Regions from separate parts of the Bombyx mori genome. Here region 1 is linked to region 2. Evidence: chromatin contacts called from public Hi-C data. All regions are on one chromosome and are shown on one strand. The core of a region is the stretch at or near the end of the contact, and the rest is flanking DNA. Distances in the headings are between cores, read along the strand shown. Region 1 overlaps LOC101743969 (methylcytosine dioxygenase TET). Region 2 has its middle 9.3 kb from the start of LOC110384972.

Region 1 (4,995 bases), core at 293-2,792, 480 kb before region 2:
CGCTGTTTTGAGGATACTAATAATATAATTATAGAGCAGTAAAATAGGTCAAAAATGACATTGTATCTATACTAATATAATTATTGTTTTTATTATTATTGCTTAGATGGTTGGACGAGCTCACAGCACATCTGGTGTTAAGTAGTTACTGGAGCCCTTAGGCATCTATGACGTAATGCACCACCCACCTTGAGATATAAGTTCTAAGGTCTCAGTATAGTTACAACGGCTGCCCCACCCTTCAAACCGAAACGTATTATTGCTTCACGGCAGAAATAAGCAGGGTGGGAGTACCTACCCGTGCGGACTCACAAGAGGTCCTATCACCAGTAATTACGTAAATTATAATATTGCGGGTTGGATTTTTATTATACGATGTTATTCCTTCACCGTGGAAGTCAATCGAGAACATTTGTTAAGTACGTATTTCATTAGAAAAATTGGTACCCGCCTGCGGGATTCGAACACTGGTGCATTGCTAGATACGAATGCACCGGACGTCTTATCCTTTAGGCTACGCGACGACTTGTTTTTGTTAATTGATGATGCAAAAACGCCAAAACCGATTTAGATTGAGTTTCGCGCATAGAACGTTTATAACCTGGATACGTTTTATTATAGTACATAGCTCGGACAACACAGAATGAATATGCTTTAATAAATACGTCAGTGTTCGCGGATTTGTGAGTTTACGTACCCACAAAACTTACAGCTTTTGAACGCAACTCTTTACGTAATAAATACGTATAAATACGTAGAAAATACATATTTCATTATTTCGGATTTACAAATTTAACACGAGTGAAAAGGCGTGCCATGTCATAACGTTGTCTTAAATACATTTAGTTTTAGTTTTATGTTGTATTATTTTAAATTTATACTTATATTCTATATCAATTTAATGTTGACAACGATGTTAAATAAAATTGATATTTACCTATCCACGATAAGGTCTTCTTATGACATAAATTTTACAAATACCGTCTAAAATAACATTAGAGTGATGTCCAATGACGATTAATACGCGTAGTAAGTACACATAGTACTATCGCATAGCTGTTATAATGAATAATAACTATTTTAATTTAAAAAGCCGTTATGACCTAATTCTACTTTGAATTTTGAAATAAGGAAATGTTCCACGTGTCTTATCTTTACATCAGTATAACATAATTCGAAGTTGAACTACTTATTTAAATTATAAAAGAACAGTTACGCGTCTGTAATTATTTTAATACGTGTACAACAATAATTCCAGTCGTTTGTAAATGTGAGTTTTATTTTTAAACTTCAACAAATTGATGAATAGTAATCGTTTTAATGTATACTAACTGAAACCAGTTAGAAGCAGATGTTTCTCACACTATTTATTCATAATACTTAATCAAAATGATCCTTTAACCTGTTCAGGATAATTAGAAATCCTTAAAAATTTGAATGTGAATAGACGACGAGTAAGCGAGACGGCCTTAGGTCAGAAAGAGACCGAGCTATAACAAATGCTGTTCGCATTCTAATAACACAAAAACAGGAGTAACGAACTAAAACGCCAGGTGCGAGTCGCCGCCATGTGCTTAGTAACAGAAACTGTTTATTTATTCGTTGGTACATCATACAACAGCTCGCTGTTTTAATTATTACGTATGAAAAAAATTCTACCAATCAGTGACAGCTGTTGTTCTAAAACTTGAAAGTAATTTGTTTTGTACAGAATTCGCCATTTTAATTTCCAAGGCTCGATTTTCAACGATGGCTTCCAAACGTTAAACAATCATAATACACTAAAATGAAAAATGTCCACGAAAATAGCTGTAATTTGTGAGTATTTAGTAAAATTGATAAAACACGGCTTAGAAACCAAAATCAAAATTAGAATATTTTTGAATTAGATGCTTAAAAAATAAATCGTCGTCACTGCGCCATCTCTGTAACACACGAGGAACTTTTGCTCGGCGCGACATCTGCTGTCAAGTAGAAGAACTTCGTGAATCCTAGCCATTTCATATTAGTTTAGTTTTGAGTTCACAGATGGCGGTTTAACAAAAAAACATTTCAAATTACTTAATATACATAGTATTTCAAATAGAAACAAATTTAACAGAATTTATTAATATTTTAACTATTTAACTTTCATCGTCATACTAAAAACAATACTTCGACCACTAATACCGCTAATAAGTCGCCACTTAACCCATCCATTGCATGTTTGTCTATTCATTTTTCCTTTTTGTGTTAACGTTCTCCTTTGTTTTTTTACTTACTTTATTTTTGCTTTATGTTAAGTCTGTGGTGTGTCTGTGTTGTTATAGCTTATTTTGGCGCCGGACGGAACATTGCAGACCGTGAAGAGCGAGTCTCGTCGAGGTCGCGGTAGAGGGCGCGCAACGGCCACTCCAGTAAGTACATAAACCCATTTCCTTATTTTTCATTTCTTTTTTATTTCTTTATGTCATGTGAATCCTTAGTGGTGACTAATCTAGTAACTAGCTACACATCTTTAACAAATAACATTTATTAAACTTTATTACTACCATTAATCTTCACTTTCAGAGAATGCAGTTATTTTATCATGGAATATTGTACTCTCAGATATTTGTTGATCAATTTATTATAATTCGTATATGTTTATTTATTTTTAAAAATTTATTCCTGCTCGTATCTCATATTAGCCTCACGTTCCCTTTTATTGTTCTCAAGTTGGCAGAACAATTACAGACTAAACCAATCGCCCATGACATAACTAGAATGGAAATGCATGAATTTCATAATTAAAATTAAATAGTCGTGAATACACATTTAATCGCGTAGATGTAAGCGAGATAGACTAAAAGAAGTTAAGAGCATTTTCGCTGGCATGGACCATTTAAACACCAACTATGAACCAATCATAGTGAATGTTTACCAAAATTGTTCATTGATTCGGTCCGATTTAAGACATCCAGCTAACAGATATTATCTGATAAAAAATTTTTTTGATTAATCAATTCATTACTGACCATTTCTTTAAAAAAAAAAATTGATCCTGTTTCGGTAGAGGAAACAAGTAAATACGGAACATTGATAATGATTTACACATACGCCATTTCAGTCGAAATAGCAAAGACCTTTTTCATGCCCTACTCGAAGAGGAACTCGAAAAAATTGTAATCGAATTTTGAAACACTTTTTCTTCGAATTTTTTTCTCATAAGAACGATGCCTAATGAAAAGTATAAAAGTAAACATTAGAATAATCGAATATCGATTACAGACGACGGCCAGCTTAAACAACTAGACTAATACGTACGTGACCGGCGCCGATAGGAGAATTGTAAAATACTACATTGATCGAATTATCTTTATTATTATTTATTCTTTATTTGTACACACAGTTAATATAACACAGTAATTGCGATAAGATATAAAAAATGGCGAACTCAACAATTGAGTTATCTACCAGGTAACCGTTCTTAAGGAAGGAAAGCTTTACATCTTTTTTCTTTGTTTTTTTTTCCTACCTATGCGTTGAGAGGCTATGTCAGCGTAACCTAACACTTAGGTTATAGGTAGGTAGGTAGGTAGGTGGTAACAAAAATGCTTCAGATATGTACCGGCTGCATCATGTGTGCCCTTATTTCTCTTTTATTTTCCTATTTATGCTGATAGCCTTGTGAGGCTATATCAACGTTACCCTAGTGTGTAGGTGAGTTCACGGGGCTCTAGCCTAACGGCGTTGCTAAGATATCCCTAGCAAAAACAGTACTTCGCAGAATCTACCATTGGATCGGAAACGCGACACACTGAGCGAGAAACTCAGTGGGCTTTGTCTGTGTGTTAATTTACTCACCGAGCCCTTCCTCGCAAGCGACGGGTTCGAAAAGAACGATGACCGCGATTTTCTTTATTGCTTAGTAATTTAATGTTTATAATGTAGTAATGTAGCCTTGATTGCAGCACGGCGCAGATTTTTCGGGAACCCATATCCTTGTTAGAGAGTTAACCTTCGAGATATGGGTTTACTTGCCTATTATAAGTTTTAAGTATAAACAAAAATAAAATACGATCGTATTACTAGCATTGTAATAATATACTTAAGATTATAGATAGCTGTATAAACAATTAAACTTAGTAAGTAAAGTGTAATTTGCTTGCAAAATCGCGCTGTAAATACCGCCATTTCGCGTATTGCCAATTAACTTTTCTAAAATACTGAGAAGTGCTCTGAGAAATTGTTTGAGATGATACCATCCTCTCGTTTACACCATCGCAGCGGCCGCCACCGGAGTAGAGTTCATCCATACTACCTGAAGCCACTGCGTTCATCCACAGTGCGTTTCCAGAGGTCTTTTTTGGCACGTACCATCCGGCTTTGGAATGAGCTTCCCTCCACGGTGTTTCTCGAAAGCTATGACATATCCTTCTTCAAACGAGGCTTGTGCAGAGTACTTAACGGTAGGCAGCGGCTTGGCTCCGCCCCTGGCATTGCTGAAGTCCATGGGCTATGGTCACCATCAGGTGGGCCGTATGCTCGTCTGCCTACTAGGGCAATAAAAAAAAACTATAAATCTTAATATACAAGCTCTTTACATACATTTTTTGACTGAATAGTAATTTAAGGAATAAAAACTACCCCCAAATTTTGCAAAAACAAACAGAGTTCTGACAATGAGATTGTTTTACTGGTGAAAGTTTATTCTGAATTAAAAGTTAGTTGGTGGCAAAAAAAAATAAGTAAGGCTATTCTTTAAGATCTAGTTTAAAAACGTGATTCTTTCTGTGCTGTGGAATATAGGAACGACACATACGAGGTTATAACACTGCCAATGTTGAATCTTTAAGTAAATATTGATTTCGAGCGTAAATCTAACGTATGCCTGATGATTTCCTTGTCTACTAGACCAACTGAGCGATTAAGGTTGACAACCATTTCGCGGTGCATTAACAGTGCTAATGACATACGTAACATTGCATCTCTGGTTGTAGATGAGTTGACATATTTGAACAGTTGGTACACTCA
Region 2 (5,010 bases), core at 1,069-3,568:
AAGGAATGCTAGTTGTCCGGTGAGTCGGTAATCGGTGTGAAGTCCAAGTTCCAACACGCGGTGCAATACTACTGCAAACAATCCCAGTACGCGCATGATTCGAAACATTGTCAACCCTTCGCAATATGCTACATGTAGAATGAAACAGGCGTGGACTTAGGAATATGATCGACTCTGGTTTTATACGCAAAATAATATATACTTATAATAATCATATTTATCTTATCATTTGCGACGTAAAATCACCAATATTATCGATTTTATTATTTCCTAATCCAACCTTGCGAATATCAAATAAGCCTGCTACTTATGATATTTGCATAGACAATAACGATATTATGAATAATACATAGATGAAATTATTTTTAACCGACTTCAAGAGGAGGTTAACAATGGAAATCGTATTTTTTTTTAAATATAATATTAAAACAGATGGTGCTATTTGAATTTGTCGTTTTTTTTCCTACCTTTTCGCTGGTAGCCTAGGGGGCTATTTCAGCAACGCCCTGATCTTTACTGGTTTATCAGTATATCAGCCGATGACTTTTTGCAGCCGACAGATAATTTGTTTTTTATTTTACTAGATGAGTAGTTTTTTTCCCCTACCCTACGCTGATAGCTTAAGAGGCTATGCCAGCTATGCCTGAACGGGTAGGTGAGCTCACGAGCTCAACCTGAGAAAATTTGCGAACACTAGCCCTAGTAAGAGCAGTACTTCGTAGAGTCTGTCACCGGATCGGAATTGCGACCCGTTGAGAAGATCCGGCGAGAAACTCAGCGGGCTTTATCTATGGGTTAGATTGCGATGAAGAGTTCGACGGGGAAATTTGTCGTCAATTATGTTTAGTTCGTTGGAATCTATATATATAAAAATGAATTGTTGTTTGTTAGTCTCGCTAAAACTCGCTAAAACGGCTGGACCGATTCAGCTAATTTTTGTCTTGAATTATTTGTGGAAGTCCAAAGAAGGCTTAAAAGGTAAATAAATATGAAAATGCTCAGAATTAAATAAAAATAACAATTTTGTTTTTCCTTTGATGTGTCCCCCGTCCGACGGATTTCTTTTGTTTGTTTTAAATTTATTTTATACAAAAGTTTAGGTCTTTTAGGTTTTTGTTCGATTGAGGCATTACGAAGTCTACTGGGTCAGCTAGTTGACAATAAAAAAACAACCTAGCTAATCGATTTATTTAAGTAAGTTACAGAATTTTTTCCATCCAAATGTAACGAAAGTAAACAAATCACTGTTCTATTTTCATTACGTCCCTGTAGTTTATATTCAAACAGTACGCCGACGATTCATTGAAACAATTAAGAACACAAACAGATGTCCTACAAACTTGTATTGTATTTTGAAGCAGCTTCTTGTTTGTGTCACAGATCTAATAATTTAATACCATCCGTTATAATGGTAGTTTAAGCTTAATTTTTTTTTAAAGTTTGCCATTGTTGAGAGCCAAATTCTAGTGTCGATCATAGTAAGCTTTAGGTTTCAATATCTTTTTTATTTATGTTTGAATGATTACTGGTGGCCTGGAGGCCTTTCCAGTTTCACCAGGACAGGTGCCGAGCAAGGCTCAGCCAGGAGGGGTGGGATTTGCTAACAGCTGCCCGAGCGCCTCCGAAGGAGACCTAACAACCCAAGAGCAGCTGCTTCGCGAATGGTAGAGTTAACATGGTAGAGTTAACATTTTCTTTTACATTTTGACATTCAACAAGTGTGTTTTTGATGACATCCAAGTTGAAATAAATGATTTTGAATTTGAATTTGAATTTGAATGAATCTACTACCGGATCGGAATCGCGACCCGCTGAGAAGATCCGGCGAGAAACTCAGCGAGCTGATGCATGGGTTAGGTTGCGCTTTGTTTTCGAGTTCGACGAGTACGGTTACTGGTTTCAATATCTGTTTTGTGGTATATGTATGTTTACAATTATACATCGCCTGTGTACAAATGTACGGTTGTCACTGGTTTACCGTGTGTTTAGTGTGAGTTTTTTAACGTTCTCGATAGCGTAAAAGTTAACTCAAATTTGTATGGAGTTCGAACGTTTGCCTACGTTAGCCGCTAGGGGTGCTGTTCCAACTGCATACTGTGAGTTAACTTTTACGCTATCGAGGACGTTAACACTAAGCACACTGGTGGTAGGACGACTAGTGAGCCCGCGCGAGTAGGTAATGCCATCTTGCCTGTTTCTATTGCAAAGTGTACTTATACAATTGAGTTGAGTCTTCGGCTTCATATCTCAAGTTGAGTAAAGACTCACGTTGTAACGCCTATGTGCTTACTATAAGCATTGCAAGCAAGGCAGACCGTGATCTCATTTAACCATGATCACAGTTAAAAAAAACTTAATAATCTTAATGTAATTGAGCTGTATTAATGTACATATTAAAACTTACGCATAGGATATACATTGAGCTATGCAACAAGAACCCTTATAAAATTAAGATAAAAGAAACTATTGCATAATTAATTTAAATTATGGGGATGAGAATCCTGCAAGAAATATGCTTTTAGTAAATTTTACTGCCATCTATTATCGATAAAAGAACATTTTAAAGCGCCATCTGTTGTTGAATAGCAGAATTTTAGCAAACGTTTAATATTTTTAAGAGATGGCGCTGTTGGACGTTTTTGTACCTAATCGAAATAAAAAGTAGAAAATATTTTTTTTTTAAAGTGTTTAAGAAAAAAATATTTTAACGTAAAAATACGTATGCATCTAAACAATTAAACAGACCAAGCTAATAGAAGCGTGTTAAGAACCGAAATTTCTAGGTAGGTGTGATAGCTATAAATGCCAACATTAATAAATAATACACTGATCGCTTCTTCTTCTTTCTTTTTCTGTATGGAAGTTGTTTGCTTCCGACGCCATTGTTACCAATGTCGAGTTTATAAAAATACTAGCGACCCGCCCTCGCTTCGATTCGGAAACAAATTTATTATTGAGTTCTCCACTATTTAATGGATGTTATTATACATATAAACCTTCCTTTTTTTATTTTTATTTTTTTTATGATTGAAGGGTTACTGGTGGCCCGGAGGCCTTTCCAGTTTCACCAGGACAGGTGGGTGAGCAAAGGCTCAGCCAAGAGGGGTGGGATTTGCTAACAGCTACCCGAGCGCCTCCGAAGGAGACCTAACAGCTCAAGAGTAGCTGTTTCGCGAATGAATCTACTACCGGATCGGAATCGCGACCCGCTGAGAAGATCCGACGAGAAACTCAGCGAGCTGATTTATGGGTTAGGTTGCACGGCGAACTCTTTGTCGAGTTCGACGAGTACGGTTACCGAGGTCCCTAAGCCTGCTCCTAGTGTTAGAGCTGAAGGCGTCTAATGCAAAGGTTATTTATTGGATCTGATGGATCCGTAAGGACGTGGGAAGGACGTGAAACCTTCCTCTTCAATCATTCTATCTATTAAAAAAACCGCATCAAAATCCGTTGCGTAATTTTAAAGATTTAAAGCGTAGCGATTTAGTCATTATATGAATACTTTAAAGTATGAAAATTGGAGCGCAACAAAATAAAGTTGATTTATTTGAAATTTGAGATCCATTGCGATGAAGTTTAATGAAATGCGAGTCGAGATTATTAATTAATAATGGATTAATATTAAACATTAAACGAAATATTGTAAAATGGTGGAAATTCACGAAGACTTTATTGGGATTTTTGAATGAACCCGAGAGCCACGTCTAACGACTTTGTTTTACTTTCCCACACATGTACACTTTCACCAATAGTAAACGCAGACTAGGCCATCATTATTACACTTTAAGCCTGGACAAACTCTAAATAAAACGAAGTAAAACAATTCACACAAATCGGCTTTTTGCGTTACCGCCAAAAAGTCCTCGACCGCATTCAGTAGGTAACGTATAGTCATTTAAAATACATATAATCTAGGTAAAACATCAAGGCCGATCGAAAATGAAACTTGTATAAAATTGAATTCTGAAAGGTATGAATTGTAAATAACCTACTTATTCACTTCAACACAACACAAATCCATAATATTATTATTTGTCATAAATGGCCTGTATTATTTTTTATTTAACATTGAGTTTTATGTTTTGCGTATATACAAGTAGGACGACTGGCGTTTTGGTAAGGTAAAGATGCCGTATATCGATCCTGGGGTAGATTAAGTAGATTTTTAACCGTCTTCCATCGTAGAATACAATCAAACTCTCAATATATAAAATTGGTAACTTCGTTTCGAAGAATTTTAATAAGTTATGTTTGTTTGACGCCAGACAAACTATAAATAAATAATAAATAAATAATAATAATAAATATTTACTAACAATCACGCCACGTTAATTGGTCCCATGATAAGTTCGTAAAGAACTTGTGTTACAGGTACCAGATAACGAAAATAAATGTAAGATTTTTATTATACACAATATTTTAATATACATCCATAACCCTGGATTCGAACCCGCGACCCCCTTGTGTAGTGACCATGTCACTTACCACTACACCAGACGGCCGTTAGTTTACGGAACAATGATAGACAGAACATACTTTTCATTACAATTACATACTTTGACGTTGATATTATTTTATGTTGTTATCATACTCCAAATTTTACTACAGGTCAGGTAGTCGAAACGCTATTCGTGCAAGATTTACAATAAAATAACAAAACTTTACATAATAAATTATTCCTTGTGGCCGTTTTGTTCTTTTATTCAGATCCCTCTAGGCAAGGCTGAAGCAACATTTGAATTTAATAGGTAAGCGATTTCACATTCAGCCGTAAAATTTTAGGTAACGTCCTTCGGTCTTTTTTAGAAATTTTAAAAGATAGAATGGTAAGGTTAGTAGTTATAGTGTTTGTGTAAATTCAGTTAGACAATAAGGTAAGCTCTGTTATGGGTGTAATAATGAGTAATAGCGGCAAGTACCAGCAGTCTCGCAGGGCTATTCTAGTTTCATCAGGTATGTGAGTTCACGGGGCTCAGGCTGAGAAACTTTGCTAAGATCGGCACTTTTTTG

Evidence for each region. Hi-C and Micro-C count contacts between places; a contact is called where the count stands out from the background.
Region 1: a Hi-C map of middle silk gland shows a contact between it and region 2, with 3 times the contacts expected there. The contact joins two enhancer-like sites. A contact is called at or near these places in 2 of 7 Hi-C or Micro-C datasets (middle silk gland and posterior silk gland).

What each region holds. Positions count from the first base shown.
Region 1 is chr22:3,071,433-3,076,427 of ASM3026992v2, reverse strand. It overlaps LOC101743969 (methylcytosine dioxygenase TET), which reads left to right. Exons shown (of 12, transcript XM_038019059.2): 4 at 2,310-2,396. Among protein-coding and RNA genes, the nearest start is that of LOC101743969, 75 kb to the left of the region's middle. Within about 2 kb of position 1,542, at least 5 of the 8 cell types and tissues checked have open chromatin away from gene starts, as enhancers often do.
Region 2 is chr22:2,594,144-2,599,153 of ASM3026992v2, reverse strand. No RefSeq gene overlaps it. Among protein-coding and RNA genes, the nearest start is that of LOC110384972, 9.3 kb to the right of the region's middle. Within about 2 kb of position 2,318, at least 2 of the 8 cell types and tissues checked have open chromatin away from gene starts, as enhancers often do.